2 separate regions of the Muntiacus reevesi genome follow, and region 2 is linked to region 1. Evidence: chromatin contacts called from public Hi-C data. All regions are on one chromosome and are shown on one strand. The core of a region is the stretch at or near the end of the contact, and the rest is flanking DNA. Distances in the headings are between cores, read along the strand shown. Region 1 holds the start of TG (thyroglobulin). Region 2 holds the start of CCN4 (cellular communication network factor 4).

Region 1 (7,205 bases), core at 423-2,922:
GTTCCTCCCCTTCCTACTTACAGGCCACAGGCCGCCCGGGCTGCTGGCTACCAGGCACTTCCCTGCCATCAGCGTCCACACACCAGCAGGAGGCCCCATCCTTCCCACACTGGATGGTCCTGGGGACAGGAGCCACAGTCAGGTCCCCTTCTTCCTTTTCCTTCCCTCCACCCTTTAACTCATTTCAGTTAGAAAAAAGACGGGTGTGAAGTGTGACAGATAACTAGAGAAAGCACCTTTTCAATGCAGGGAGGAGAGGGGGCATCGGAGCGTTAGTCATTAGATCCCACCACCCCATCACCATCACCTTGTGCACCCTTATTAAAACAATTACGGTAAAAAGTTTTGTCAGGAAAGGAAGGGACGGCTGTGGTTCTTTCTGGCTGGAAGGAAGCATGGATAGGGGCCACGAGCGTCGGATGACTCAGTGCTGACGGGTCTGGGGAGCACTGCAGCAACAGTGGCCACAGGTCAGTTTTGAGGAGGAGCGTAAAGGGCAGGGAGCGGGGACAGGAAGAAGGTGGATTTTAAGGCCCCTGGGTTCGCACGGCTGGAGGAGGCCTTACTGGAAGCTGCCGTCCTCGGCGCACTGGGGGACGTAGTCTTCTCGCTTCAGGAAAGCCCTCTCCCTCTGCAGCTCGCACGGGCGGAGAGGCTGGGCGTCCACCTGGTACTCTGCACAAAGGAGGTGATGCCGCGCATGAGAGAGGACCTGCTGCCTGGATTCCAGTAATGGAGACGGGCTCGCTGGAGACACAGACCCTCTTCCGGGTTTTATTTCTAGCACCATCAGCAAGTATATTCCAAGTCACGGTTTTGCGGCTACTCACAAGTTTGACATTAACTCCCCTGACCCCCTGGGAGGTGATGTCACCATCTTACCCAGTTGGCCCTGAGACTCGGCCGGGAATGTAATCTGTTCAGGATCAGACCGTTGGCAAGAGAAGGGTTCACAGAGGACCCTTGGACTGTGCGTTCCCCAAGACCACGGTTGGGTCAGGGAACACCATAAAGGAGGTGTTCTTGAGTTTATCAAGGCACTCCTTGCAGACAGAGCACCTTCCTGGCCTCGATGGAGAATGCATGTAACGTGCAGGGGCTTATTCAGAAATCACAGTCACAACTGCTTCCTTCCCAGAGAGGAAACGGGCTGAGACTTTATCCAAAATCAACGCCAAGTGGCTGAGCTGCAGCATAATAGAACTCAGGTCTATTTCACACCATGGGTGGATTTGTGTTTTTCACTACCTGCTATTTCTCAAATACCCCATATGGACAACCTGGGACTTGAGATTGTGAAGATAATTAAAAAAAAAAATAGTCAATACCAACATTTGCTAACAGGGTGGGGTGAGGGGAACTAGAATCCAATTAGGAAGATCTAGTTTCCCGTGTCCTCTCCACCGATCACTAACTCTGTGACTTCTCAGACCTCCTGTCTCTTCATCTGAAAAGGGAAGAGTGCATAACTGACCTCGGGACAGTGTGAGGATTAAATGAGGTCACAAATGTTCCCAGGGCTTGGGGCAGATCCTGGCTAACAAGGAGCTGGCCTGAGAGGTCCCTCCTGACCCGACACTCTGAGACCACAGGGTCAGAACTCACCAAAGATGTTGGCTGACACCAAGCCGACTAAGTCCAGCAGACCGAAGACCCACAGGGCCAGGGCCATCTCGGGAGCCCTTCCAGGGACGAAGGGTCAGAAGCTGCTGCCCAGCTTAGGGCTCTGGCCAAGCAGCCTTTATAGCACCACTGTGGGCACTTAGCCCCCACCCACAGGCACTCAGGGAAGCAGCACCACCCTGTTTTCTCTGCTGGTCACTAGGAGGTCCTCCACCTGCATCTGTTCCCCTGGAGGACACTCGTGTGGCCAGTGTGGGGTGAGAATCTTGTGGAGGCTAAGGGAAGCAGAACCGGGGACGAGTGTGTGTAAAAGTCGCTCAGTCACGTCCGACTCTATGCGACCCCATGGACTGCATCCCACCAGGCTCCTCTGTCCATGGGATTCTCCAGGCCAGAATACTGGAGTGGGTAGCCGTTCCCTTCTCCAGGGGATCTTCCCAAACCAGGGATGGAACCCAGGTCTCCCGTATTGCAGGCGGATTCTTTACCATCTGAGCCACCAGGGAAGAACTTGCAGGCATGGCTTCATAATTCATCTTCAGGGGTAAAGGCCAAAGTTCCCAACTTGGTGGGCCACACGTTCAGGCCCGCCGTGAAAGAAACACAATCCTCCCTCCCTCCTCATCCCTCCTCCTTCCTGCCTGCCTTCTAGCAATGTTCCTTTAGAGTCTGATAGAGAAGCAGACACTATTCTAGGCCATGAGGGTAAGGCAGGAAACAAAACAGCAGAGCCATTAACACAGAATGTAGGGATTTTAATGAGATAAGCCAAACACACACAGCCATATTCATATTCATCCCCCTTTCCCCTCTGTCCCAGGACTTCAGACAACCAAAAGGCCTGTCTTCCACACAAAGCCTGTACATCAGTGAGCTTTCTCCAGTTGCTTCTCCCATCAAAGGGCTGGGAGATGGAGCCAGGCTCCGTGGGTGTTCAGAAGGTAGCGTGGGCAGGTTTGGGAGAGCACTTGGGTGTGAGGGAGATCACAATGAGCCTTAGGTTTTAGGTAAAGATGATTTGAGAAGATGTGCTGCCATTTACTGGAGAATTAGAATCCCCCAGCTTGGCCCTCTGCAGCCCTCATTGGGTGCTAAGCCGCTTCAGTCGTGTCTGACTCTTTGCAACCCCATGGACTGCAGCCCACCAGGCTCTTCTGTCTATGGGATTCTCCAGGCAGGAATACTGGAGCGGGTTGCCATTTCCTTCTCCAGGGGATCTTCCTGATCCAGGGATGGAACCTTCGTCTCTTATGTCTCCTGCACTGGCAGGAGGGTTCTTTACCACTAACACCACCTGGGGAGCCCACAGCCCCAGTCACACAAGCCAAGTTCTGCCCAGGCTATGGAGACACTGTGATATTACAGTGAGCCTGACCATGTGCAACCCCTGCCAGCTCTCCATGTCCAGCTGTTCTAAAGCAGATGAATTTTCTAAAATGTTGAAACTGGGACTTCCTAGGCAGTCCAGTAGTTAGGACTTGACCTTCCAATGCAGGGGCCAAGGATTCAATCCCTGGTCAGGGAGCTAATATCCCCCATGCCTCGCAGCCAAAAAACCAAAATATAAAACAGAAGCAACATGGTAAAAAAATTTAGAAGTAAATTTAGAAGTAAAAAGATTTTAGAACTGGTCCACGTCAAAACAAATAAATAAAATCCTTTTAAAAACTAAAAATGCTGAGGCTGAGGTCTACCAGAAAGCCCACTCCTCATGCTTCCCACCACCCATGCACACAGGCAGGAGCCTTGCACAGGCCAGCCTGTGTGCTGAGTCATTCTCGCTGGTCTGGCCCCTGGGAAGAGGTGCAGCGGAGTCAATGAGGGTGAGAGCCGCCCGGGCTTCCTTCCGAGTCAGCACAATGTACCTGGAAGGAGAGGTGCTTCTCTCCACCCCAGCAATGAAGCGGTGAGCTTGGAGAGAGCCATGCCAGGGCGCTGCCTCCACACCGTGAAATCCCCTTTCTCATGATGACTCAGCTCCTGCCAGTGCTCTCATCTGATGCCCCATGAGCCAGGAGGATGCTCTATGGAAACTCTAGGCGCCGACTCGCTGGTCTGGCTCCTGGCTTGGGCCTCCATCCTCTCTGCAGGCTCTTCACTGGCCCTGTCACTTCCCCCTCCTTCCTGGATCCTAGTACAATCACAGTGCCTTCTCATTCATCTCCTTCATTCTCAAAGACTAGGGGGCTGTGTATAATAACCCCAATGGCCCAGCCAGTAAAGAATCACCAGCAAGGCAGGAGATACAGGAGACAGGGTTTGATCCCCAGGTCGGGAAGATTCCCGGGAGGAGGAAATGGCAACCCACTCCAGTCCTCTTGCCTGGAGAGTCCCGTGGACAGAGGAACCTGGCGGGCTACAGTCCATGGGATCGCAGAGTTGGACACAGCTGGGCAACTGAGCATGCATACACAAACACTGGGGACAAAGGGAGAATCCTGGAATCCAGGGGAGGAAATTGCTTCAAAGCAAACATCAGATGCCGCAGTTTCTGGCTCCACAGAGAAGCGCTTACCAGCCATCTCTCCTGAAATCCCGCTGCTGCCATGTTGCTGGGTCCCCTGCCATGGCTTTGGACAACTGCTCTCGTCTGCCACAGAACCAGTGACGCAAAGCCACGTTCCTCTTTCCCCCAGGTTGCCAAAGCAATCATCAAAAGTCCTGGAACTTGACTTCTGCTTCCAGAAGATGAAATAGACACAATTTCCCCCTATTCCTCCAGCTAAATACATTTAGAGCTCCTCGATATTATATGTAACACAAACAGAAGAAGACACTAAGAGATGGATAAGAAGACAGTCATCAAGCAACCTCAAAACGAGAGAAACAGTGTGGTAGTAAGTTCTCTGAATGTTGTCTTGCCTCACACATCTCATACTCGTGGTAGAGAAACCACCAACTAGAAATGCCAAGAAGCACAGACCCCAGAAAAGTCCCAAGAAAAGCCTTTTTGAGCCAAAGGTCCAGGGACGGGCAGTCTGCAAGACGGAAGATTTTTAGACAATAGTTGTTCTATTCTTGCAAACCTCACAGGAAAAAAAAAAAAAAAAAAAAAACCCTGTGTTTCCACTCTAACCCAACAAAAGCCAGCTAGGGAGCTAAGAATTCCATTCTTGCCAAGCTAAGGAGTCTCTCCAAGCCAGGATGGTGACTGAAAGGCCATGTGAGAAGCCAGAATTTTCACCCCAGCTGGGCTGTCATGAGTCCCTTCTCCCTGTGGGGTCAGTGGAGACCAAGTGGGCAGCCTGAACTTCCACTCGCCCCCAACCAGCAATAATAAGGATGCCAACCCTTCCAGCTAGGGTGGCATCAGCATTGACCCACAGGGGAGCCTAAATGCCCACACCCAAAGAGCTCCATCAAAGTAGTCATGCTCCCACCTCAATGAGATCCTCCCAAGAGTACCAAGGGCTTGACCTTGGACAAGCTACTCAATCTCTCCATGATCCAGTTTCTCATCTATGAAGTTGTAATGTTATCAGTGCCCAAGTTTATAGGATGATGTGATTGCTAAATACATAAACATAAGACGCACAGCACAGGGCCTGGCCCACAGTAACCACCCAATGTGATTTTTCTTGTAAAAATGAGAAATTTCCAGTGGCAGCAACCTGACATTGGCCTCATCTAAGGAGCATTTGTTTCCCTTCAACATATTTTAAATCTCTTAACTTCTACTTCCTCTTTGAGTCTAATTTGCTACGCTGAAGGTAGGTGCACCTGGCGAAACCCCATAGGCTAGCTTGGGTGGACAGTCATTCACAGCCCACAGTGACCACTGTCCTGGAATTTTAAGAAAGTGAAAGTCGCTCAGTCATGTCTGACTCCTTGTGACCCCATGGACTGTAGCCCGCCAGGCTCCTCTGTCCATGGAATTTTCCAGGCCAGAATACTGGAATGGGTAGTCTTTCCCTTCTCCAGGGATCTTCCCAATCCAGGTATCAAATCCAGGTCTCCCGCATTACAGGTGGATTCTTTACCATCTGAACCACCAGGGAAGCCCAGAATTTTAAGAGGGTGCCCTTAAACCTTAGCCTTATAAATATTTCTTCCTCATCTCCATTTTTTTTTTTTAGCTGAAGAATCATCCCAGGTCATTGTATCTACAGTTGATGGCACCAGGGAACTGGTGGGACCATGTCAACTGAAAGAAAGTTGCACAATATAAGAGTTGTGAGTTTGTTTTATTCAAGAACCTTACTGAGGACTATAGGGGCTTCCCTGGTGGCTCAGACGGTAAAGAATCTGCCTGCAATGGAGGAAACTTGGGTTCAATCCCTGGGTCGGGAAGATCCCCTGGAGAAGGGAATAGCAACCCACTCCAGTATTCTTGCCTGGAGGATCCCATGGACGGAGGAGCCTGGTACAGTCCATAGTGTTGCAAAGAGTTGCACGCGACCGACCGAGCAGCTTTCACTTACTGAGGACTATAGCCTGGGAGACAGCCTTTGAGGGTGTAGGGGAGAAACCAGCTTCTAAGTGCTTTCTGGCTAGGAGATCCATGCATTTGGGCATACATCTTGGTTAAAGATCACTGCTAGTCACAAAGAACAGATACCTTGAGTTAATCATTTAGTGCTTTTCAATGTATGGGGAAATGCAAGAATCTGAGTTCAGTAAAAAAAAAAAAAAAAAAAAAAAAAAAAAAATCTGCCTGAGATATACATCTATCTGAAGGGCTGTTTTCCCAAAGCACAGAGTGGCTCATCCGTTCTTCACCTTGAAGTTTCCGCACAGACCGCAGTGGCTGACAACTTAATCCTCATCGAACTGGGTGGTGAGCAATGCTCTTTGTTCTGCTTTGCTCATAACCAGAGCCTGACGCTCCTGAAGCACTGCTCTTCCTCACTTTTGACTCTTTGTGTTTCGAGCAATACATGTTTTGTTTCATTATTTTCCACAGTAGAGGAATATAATGCTGACATTTTAATTTCCATGGTGGTTCCCCTTTTACTTTTAGGAAGGCTCAAACAATTTTCTAACACTTTGAATAGCTTCTTAAATCATTCATTTTTCTTCTCTGATTCATTTTGGACTAGTATCGTTTGCTAGATTTGTCTTTCTCTCTTGCCCTGCTTTCCTAACTGAAAATGCATATATTTAACAAATGTGTCTCTAGGTTTTGTCCTTTTGGGTCTCTTAGATTGGAAGAAATAAAATCAGGAAACTCTAGGACTGCCAAAGCATCAGTTATTCAGACCAATCTTGTCTGCTACCACTTCTGTCACAGTCAAGGCACTCTCCCAACCAATCAAGAAACCAGTCATGGATGCTATCTTGTTTTGCCTGGCTTCTCCCAGTAGGTTTCTTGTCTGTGTGCCTTACTTTGTGTGTGTGTGTGTGTTTGTGTGTGTGAGCACACAAGTGCCCTCAGTCCTGTCCGACTCTTTGCGACCCCATGGACTGTGGTCCCCCAGGCTTCTCTGTCCATGGAATTTTCCAGGCAAGAGTACTGGAGTGGGTTGCCGTGCCCTCCTCCAGGGGATCTTCCCAACCCAGGGATCAAACCCTCATCTCCTGCATTGGCAGGCGGGTTCTTTACCACTGAGCCACGTGGGAAGCCTGTGCCTTACTTTAAGAGG
Region 2 (7,153 bases), core at 1,301-3,800, 280 kb before region 1:
ACAACATTGTAAAGCAATTATCCTCTGATCAAAAATAAATGCATTTTTAAAAATATCATTTGGATGAACTGAGGAACGTCTAATGTGTATAAATAGATAGTATTTGGTACAGCAACGCCCCCCACCCCACAATGTAGGCCCTTTCTCTTAGCACATGGGAAGTCCTCAATACATGTAGAAGAAAAAAAAAACAAAAAAACAAAGAGATGGAAGAACAAGGCCTGCCTGTGGTTCACCTCTATCATATGTTACATTCCCGAATACACTTGGCTGTGTTTCTGAGCTCTCTGCCCTGTCCAGCTCCTGGATTTATCTCTTCCTGTGCTGGCTTCTTCCTCCTTCAATTACAGAACTTTGATAATGTTTTACTATCTGATGAGGTGAGTCCTCCCTCACACTTTGATTTCCCTGAAGCTTTCTTGGCAGTCCTCACCGAATTTTTTCCTCCATGTGAACATTTATCATCATTTATTTCTTTTCTTCATTAAATGCCCCCAGGACCCTGAGTGGACTTACAGTCCCCTTGTAAGTGAGCTTGGGGGGGATGAGCATGGATGGAAGCTGACTCTGAAGCAAAGTGCAGGTTGACGGTGTGTGTCTCCCAGCCCTCACCGGGGGCATTAAGACTCTGTGTGGGGAGCTCCTGAATCACACAACAGTGTTAGGGGATTACCGTGGGTCCCCAGAGAAGGTCCCAGTCTGGGGGAGAGGAGAGGTCCCCGTCTCCTCTTGAAAGCCTTCCCTCCATTCTGCTTCTGGGGCTGTCTGGATTCCCAGATCCCATGCTGCACGCCCCCTCAGCTGAGCCTGTGGGCCGGTGGCCCTTCTTTCTCAGAGAAGAAAGTACCTCCCTTCTGAGGAGGTGCTTGGTGTTCCTATGTACTGGGACACCACCCCCCCAACATATCTCTCTCCTCCTCCTCACTCAGACCTCGCTACCCAACCCTTCTCACCTCTTCTCCATCCACCCCCTGTCCTCCCAGACACAGCAGCTCTGAAATAAAGGCTGCTGTGGTGCCTCCTGGTTGCTTGGGTCTGCAGCAAAGAGTGGCATTTGGCAAAAAAATATCTTCCACTTACTGATGGTGAGACCCTGGGCAAGTCCCTGGCTTGCCCCTGTCTCTATTTCTTTCATTCTTAAAATGGAATTAATATGCTTTTTATTTGGCAATTACTGGGCAACAGTCACCCAAGGCAGGGGGATTCAACAGCGAGTCACCAACTCTACCTGCCCGCATCATGCACTCTACCGTTCTTGGAGGAACACCCATCTCCCAGCGCCTATGAGCCACTGGCCTGTGGTCAGCTCTGAGCCTCAGATCTGGCTGAATCAGAACCAGTGTCTTTGAGGCCACGGGCAAGTAGCTTACCCCCTCCAGCCTCAGTCTCCTCGCCTGGAAATGGGGCACATCAATTCCCAAGAAAGCTGTCTGTGGGAGTGGCAGCAGGCCCTGGCCCGGGCTGTGGGCTCTTGACTCAGAAGTTCTTTGCAGCTGCCCACCCCCTGCCCGCCCTGTGCCTGCTGCCCGGCCTGTGCCAGCTGCCTGGCTTCATGCTGCCACGTGTCTCGCTCCCTGGCTTCTCGGAGGTGCAGAACTTCTCCCTTCCCCTCGGTGTGCCCCAGGATGGAGGTGGGAGACAGAGGACCCTCCGGGTCCCCCCGAACCAGCGGGTATCTTCTACAGGACCCAAATGTGCATGCTTCATAAACTGTAGAGAGCTATGCAAGCCCAAGGTGGTTGTGGTTGGAGAATCATCATGCGTCCTGTGGCACAAGTGAGCGCTTTTGTTGAAAGCTGGCCTTTTCCTTCCAACTTTCCTTGGTCCTTTCCACCCCCTCTTGTAGTATCTCCAACACTTGGAGACTCATTTTCCAAAGCCAAAGGCGAGAAGTCTAACAACAATCTTCCTCACCTCACGCTGCTCAGAGAGAGTGAGTGACTAGCCCGAGGTCACACAGCGAGTCTGTGCAGACCTCTGTCTGGAGTCCAGGCCCCCTGACTCTCATTTCCTCCGAGTGACCCCTTTCTACTGCATTTCAGGTGGGAAATAAAGGGCATAGAAGTCCTGTTTGGTTTGTTTCCCCAGGTACTGGCCGAGATTCCCGTCCTGCCAGCCCCAGCTGTCCCCAGCGACCCAACTCCTCACCCTGGGGCTCGCCCTGGCTCCTCATGGACACTTCCCTGCCCGCCCCCCCGACATATCAGCCCTTCTCATCCCGCCCACCCGTGCAGCAGGACCGGTGGGGACGGCGCCCCTCGGGGCAGGACTCACCACGGTCAAGGTGCCGCCCGCTGCTGCCGCTGCCACCAGCGTCCAGGGCAGTAACCACCTCATGCCTGGAGGTCAGTGGCCAAGGCATCTACGGAGTAGCCCAGAGGATCCGGCCACTTCTCGGGGGAGTTGGACCGAGACTGACCTGGCCCATCAGAAGTGCCAGATACGCCTCTTCCCGCAGCCCTCGGGGGGTTTTATTAAAGCAAGATCTGACGTCAGGGTTAAGGACAAACCCTGCATTTTCCTCTGAAAAAACTTTTCCTGTCTCTCTCTCTCCTCTTTTTTTTTTCTTTCTTTCCTCTGTCCCCACCTCCAACCCAAGCTTGGCCAGCCTCCCCGGCTCTGACAGCTCTTAAAGGGAAAGTTACAGGGCTGTGATTTCACACCGGGGGTGGTAAAACCTCACAGAAGGAGCCAGGGTCACCTTCCCTGGGCATTTCTCAAAGGTGGGGAGGGGGAGCTGGTAGAGGGTACCAGGAGGAGGCGGAGATCCAGTTTCAGGACCTGGTGCTGGCAGGGGCTTTGAAAGTGCTCCCAATGGAGAAGATCAACTCCCTCCCATTCCCTCCCAGCTGCTCCTACTTCTGGTTTGCATTTGTCATCTTTCACTCCTCTCTGGCTGCAAGAAAAGAGGATGGCTTTAGTCCACTGATCTCGAAATGGTAGGAATTCACAAATGAGCTTAGAACTGGAGCCCGGGACACCATCATTACCCCCTCTACAAATTAAAGCCCTGGTTTCAGTTTGCGGGCATTCCCTCCCCTGCTCTTAGCCTGAAGACGGGTACTGGCGGGCTACAGTCCATAGGGTCGCGAAGAGTCAGACACGACTGAACGACTAACACACACATACACACCCTTGGATGCTAGAGCTGTCTCCCTGCATCCGGGTGCTTGCCGTCCCTGGTGGGCTCGGGGTGCTGGCCGTCATGCTCTGCAACACACTTGCCACAGCGGTAAGGGGGTCTCCTTTGGAGCCTGGTCCGCCCTAGTCCAGCCCCCTCACCCCCATGTGGGCCTTAGCCACAGACTCCTATTGGTTACCTACCACCCTTCTCAGAGCCCCCAGAGCGAACCTTGGTGAATAGAACTAAGGTGATGGCATTCTCCCGGTCCCAGCCTCCCTAAGCCTGCCGATTGACTTAGCATGGAATGTCCAGTCCCGGCGTGGCCTCCGGGCCAGCTGCCTCCCTGATTTCTTTTCTTCCCTTGCCTCTCCCTCCTCTGCACTGCATGCAGCCTCAGTGGACCCCGTGCTGCCCGTCTCTTTCCCCAGCAAATCCCCATCCCTGGACCTCAGGGACGTCCTTTCCCCTGTGGTTTTCATAACACTTACGCCATGGCTTCCCTTTCCCTGTAACTTCAACAAGGGGATGCTGAACCACATGCGGCTGCTTGGAAGTGGCGGCAGGTTTGTGTCTGTGGAGGGAGTTTATGACCATAGACATGACCCCGTAAGAGGTGGCTCTGATGATTTCTCCATTCATTGACCTAAGGGTGGGCCTCTCACCCAATTCCGGCCAATGAAACAGAAAAAGACATTTGTGGGGGTATTCCTAGAAAGGATTTCATTCCTCAGGAGGTGGAACAAACTTCTCTACTCATTGTTTCTTCCCTTGAGTTCAAAGGTGAAGGTTGGAGTTGCAGCAACCATTTTGAGCATACGAGGCACAAGCTGGAGGATGAAAAGCTAATGTACCAAGGATGGTAGAAGAGGAGGAGAGAAAAAGCTTGGGTCCTTGGATTCTAAGGTGCTGCTGAGTCAAAGTTGGACCTTCAGACTTCCCACGTATGGATTAGAGATTAAGAGTAATTTGTTCCTTGAGCCAGATGCGTCCTAACTAAGATATGGAATTTATAGAAATCATGTATATAAAGTGGCAATGAAGATATCCATCACATAGAAACCATCCAATAAGTCAGTTCTTATTTTGTTCTCATGAACATACTTGATACTCTTAGAAACAAATTCTTTGAGGCCAGCACTGCACTAAACTGTGATTAAAGGAGTTACCACAAGGTGGATGGTATTACTGTTCTGTTACGAGGAAGGGGAAATGGGAACTCAGGGATGCCAGGCCCTAAATTAGTGGCAGACGGGAAACTGGAGCCAAAGTCTTTGAACCCTGACAACAACCGAGCCCTTCCAAGCAGGCTTGACCTGCCAAAGTCCCTCAAGGTTCTGTACTAAGAGTGAAGCTGAACCCAGAGAATGCCAGACTTGCTTTCAGGAAATCTGATTGCAACAAGCATTTGCAACAGATAGAGCAATTCATAGGGCTTCCTTGGCTGCTCAGATGGTAGTGTCCACCTGCAATGCAAGGGACTCGGTTTTGATCCCTGGGTTGCAAAGATCCCCTGGAGAAGGAAATGGCAACCCACTCCAGGATTCCTGCCTGGAGAATTCTATGGACAGAGGAGCCTGGCGGGCTACAGTCCATGGGGTTGCAAAAAGTCGAACACAACTGAGCGACTAATACTTTCTCCCCAAATCGTGATCGAAATACTGGCCCCATGTGCCTACTGCTGAAGCCGGATGGTTCAGCTGGCCCCACTGGCAGATGCCATTCTTCACTGCCAAGGAAACCTGGAGTGAGGTGACACGGCGTCCCAGGAACGGCAACAGGTTAGGAGGAGAAACACCTGAGGCACCACCACAGCTCTGCAGCTCTTTGGTGAGCCTTGGCCAACCAGCAGTCTTTCTGTGCCTCAGTCTGCCTGCTTGAAGGAATAGGACCATATTAGTGCCTACACTATGTGATCACTAGGAGGCCAGAAGCAGACAACTCAGAGCATCCCAGGATTTGTGGATGGAGGAGCCGGGATGGGCCACTCCCAGGCTGGTCTGACTGGGTGGTGGCCTTGGGTCCATTCTGTGTCAGGGGTTAGGCATCTTGGCAGACCTCATGATGCAGCCCAGGGTCAGTGTGTCTAGGGTCAGTCAGCCCTGGTGAGTGGGGAGTCTAGGGTCAGGCATTTCCCGCTTGTGAGTTGGGAAATCTCTACATGACTAGACTGTGGTGCCAGGAATAGTAGCTGCATTTATGGAGCATCTATCATGTTCCTGCAGACCCTTGTCATCTCATCAAATCCTGTCTCAAGGTATCTTTTGCCCATACTACAGATGAGAAAACGGAGGCATAAAAAGACGAAATTACTTTCTCCAGTCATTAGGCTTCTACACGGCAAAGTTGTCATCAGAACTTAGACCTCTGTGCTGGGCTTGGTCGCTCAGTCGTGTCTCTGTCTTTGTGACCCCGTGGACTGTAGCCCACGAGGCTCCTCTGTCCCTGGGATTCTCCGGGAAAGAATACTGGAGTGGATTGCCATGCCTTCCTCCAAGGGATCTTCCCAACCCAGGGATCAAACCCAGCTCTCCCACATTGCAGGCGGATTCTTTACTGTCTGAGCTACCAGGGAAGCCCAGACCTGTGTGGTCCCAAACAACTTTTTCGAGTAGACCAAGTTGCTTCATGGAGGGAACAAGTAAATGAAAAAATGCAGGAAAGAATGCAGTAGATGGATAGATGAGTGGGCAGGTGGATGAATGACTGAATGTGTGGGAAGATGATTCTACCGTTTGGAACAGTCTGTTTACCAGGTCTCCCCAGGATGGGCTCCACGTCTGTAGTCTTCCACGTCTCCCTTCTCTGCCCCCTCCACCTGACTCCAGCTTCATCACCCACCAGCTTCCTCCATTGCCCGGGCCCAGGCTTGTTTGTTTAGCTATTGACTGTCTCCCTCCTGGGTAGTGAGGTCCACGGGTGAGGCCAGGTCCTTGTCTGTCTGCCTCTGTGGGCTGCAGCCTGGCAACCCACAGAACCCAGCATGTGTTAGAGGCAGATTTCAAGTGAAGGGTCAGAGCAGTGAAGGGCACAGATGGATGATGTAGTGACAGGACGGCTAGATTGAGGAAAGAAGGGAAGAAGGAAGGAAGGAAGAAGAGGAGAAGGAAGGAAGGAAGACAGGCCTGGAGGGAAAGACCAATAAATTCACTTGACTTTAGGCCACCTGATGGGAAGAACTGACTCATTTGAAAAGACCATGATGCTGGGAAAGATTGAAAGCAGGAGGAGAAGAGGACGACAGAGGATGAGATGGTTGGATGGCATCACCAACTCTATGGACATGAGTTTGAGTAACCTCTGGGAGTTGGTGATGGACAGGGAGGCCTGGCATGCTGCAGTCCATGGGGTCACGAAGAGTCGGACACGACTGAGCAACTGAACTGACTGACTGACTTAGGCCAAACTCTGCTCCTCAAAGTCCCTGGAAGAAAGTATAGCCCATGGTAGTTCTTCAGAATCCATTTGTGGAAAGAGGAAGCTCCGGAGTGAGGGAGAGACAGGGCTAAGCTGTATCTGGCGGGTCTAGTTGACAGCAGAAATGTGTGTGGCGGGGGGGGGGGGGGGGGGTGGGATGGATGAGGTGCATCTCCCAGACGGGGGGGCCCAGGGCCGCCACAGGGGGTTATTTACCTCCACTGTCTGTAATTCATTCCCTCCTGCGTGGCACAGGCTTCATGGCCCACTGCCAAGGCCTCACAGGGCCCCTCTGAACCCAGCACTTCCCTGCTCGTCCCGCATCCCTGCATCTCCCGCCTCTCCCCACCCCCACAGCAGGACCCCTGAGCCATGTGTATGTGCTGCTCTTAGCCTCAGACGTGTCCAACTCTGCGCCCCCAGAGACTGCAGCCTGCCATGTTCCTCTGTCCGTGGGATTCTCCAGGCAAGAAGACTGGAGTGGGTTGCCATTTCCTACTCCAGGGGATCTTCCCGACCCAGGGATCGAACCCAGCTCTCCTGCATTGCAGGCTGCCTCTTTACCTACTGAGCTACAAGAGAAGCCCCAGTGCATATGTAAGGATCCCTGTAAAG

The links. A called contact is a pair of places that touch in the nucleus more often than the background predicts.
Region 2: a contact with region 1 is called in a Hi-C map of blood, with 4 times the contacts expected there. The contact joins the promoter of CCN4 here to the promoter of TG in region 1. A contact is called at or near these places in 3 of 3 Hi-C or Micro-C datasets (blood and muscle).

What each region holds. Positions count from the first base shown.
Region 1 is chr12:69,547,283-69,554,487 of mMunRee1.1, reverse strand. TG (thyroglobulin) reads right to left here and starts at 1,672. Exons shown (of 48, transcript XM_065903111.1): 1 at 1,606-1,672; 2 at 567-675; 3 at 22-119. The coding sequence starts at 1,672.
Region 2 is chr12:69,829,883-69,837,035 of mMunRee1.1, reverse strand. CCN4 (cellular communication network factor 4) reads right to left here and starts at 2,550. Exons shown (of 4, transcript XM_065903140.1): 1 at 2,275-2,550. The coding sequence starts at 2,337.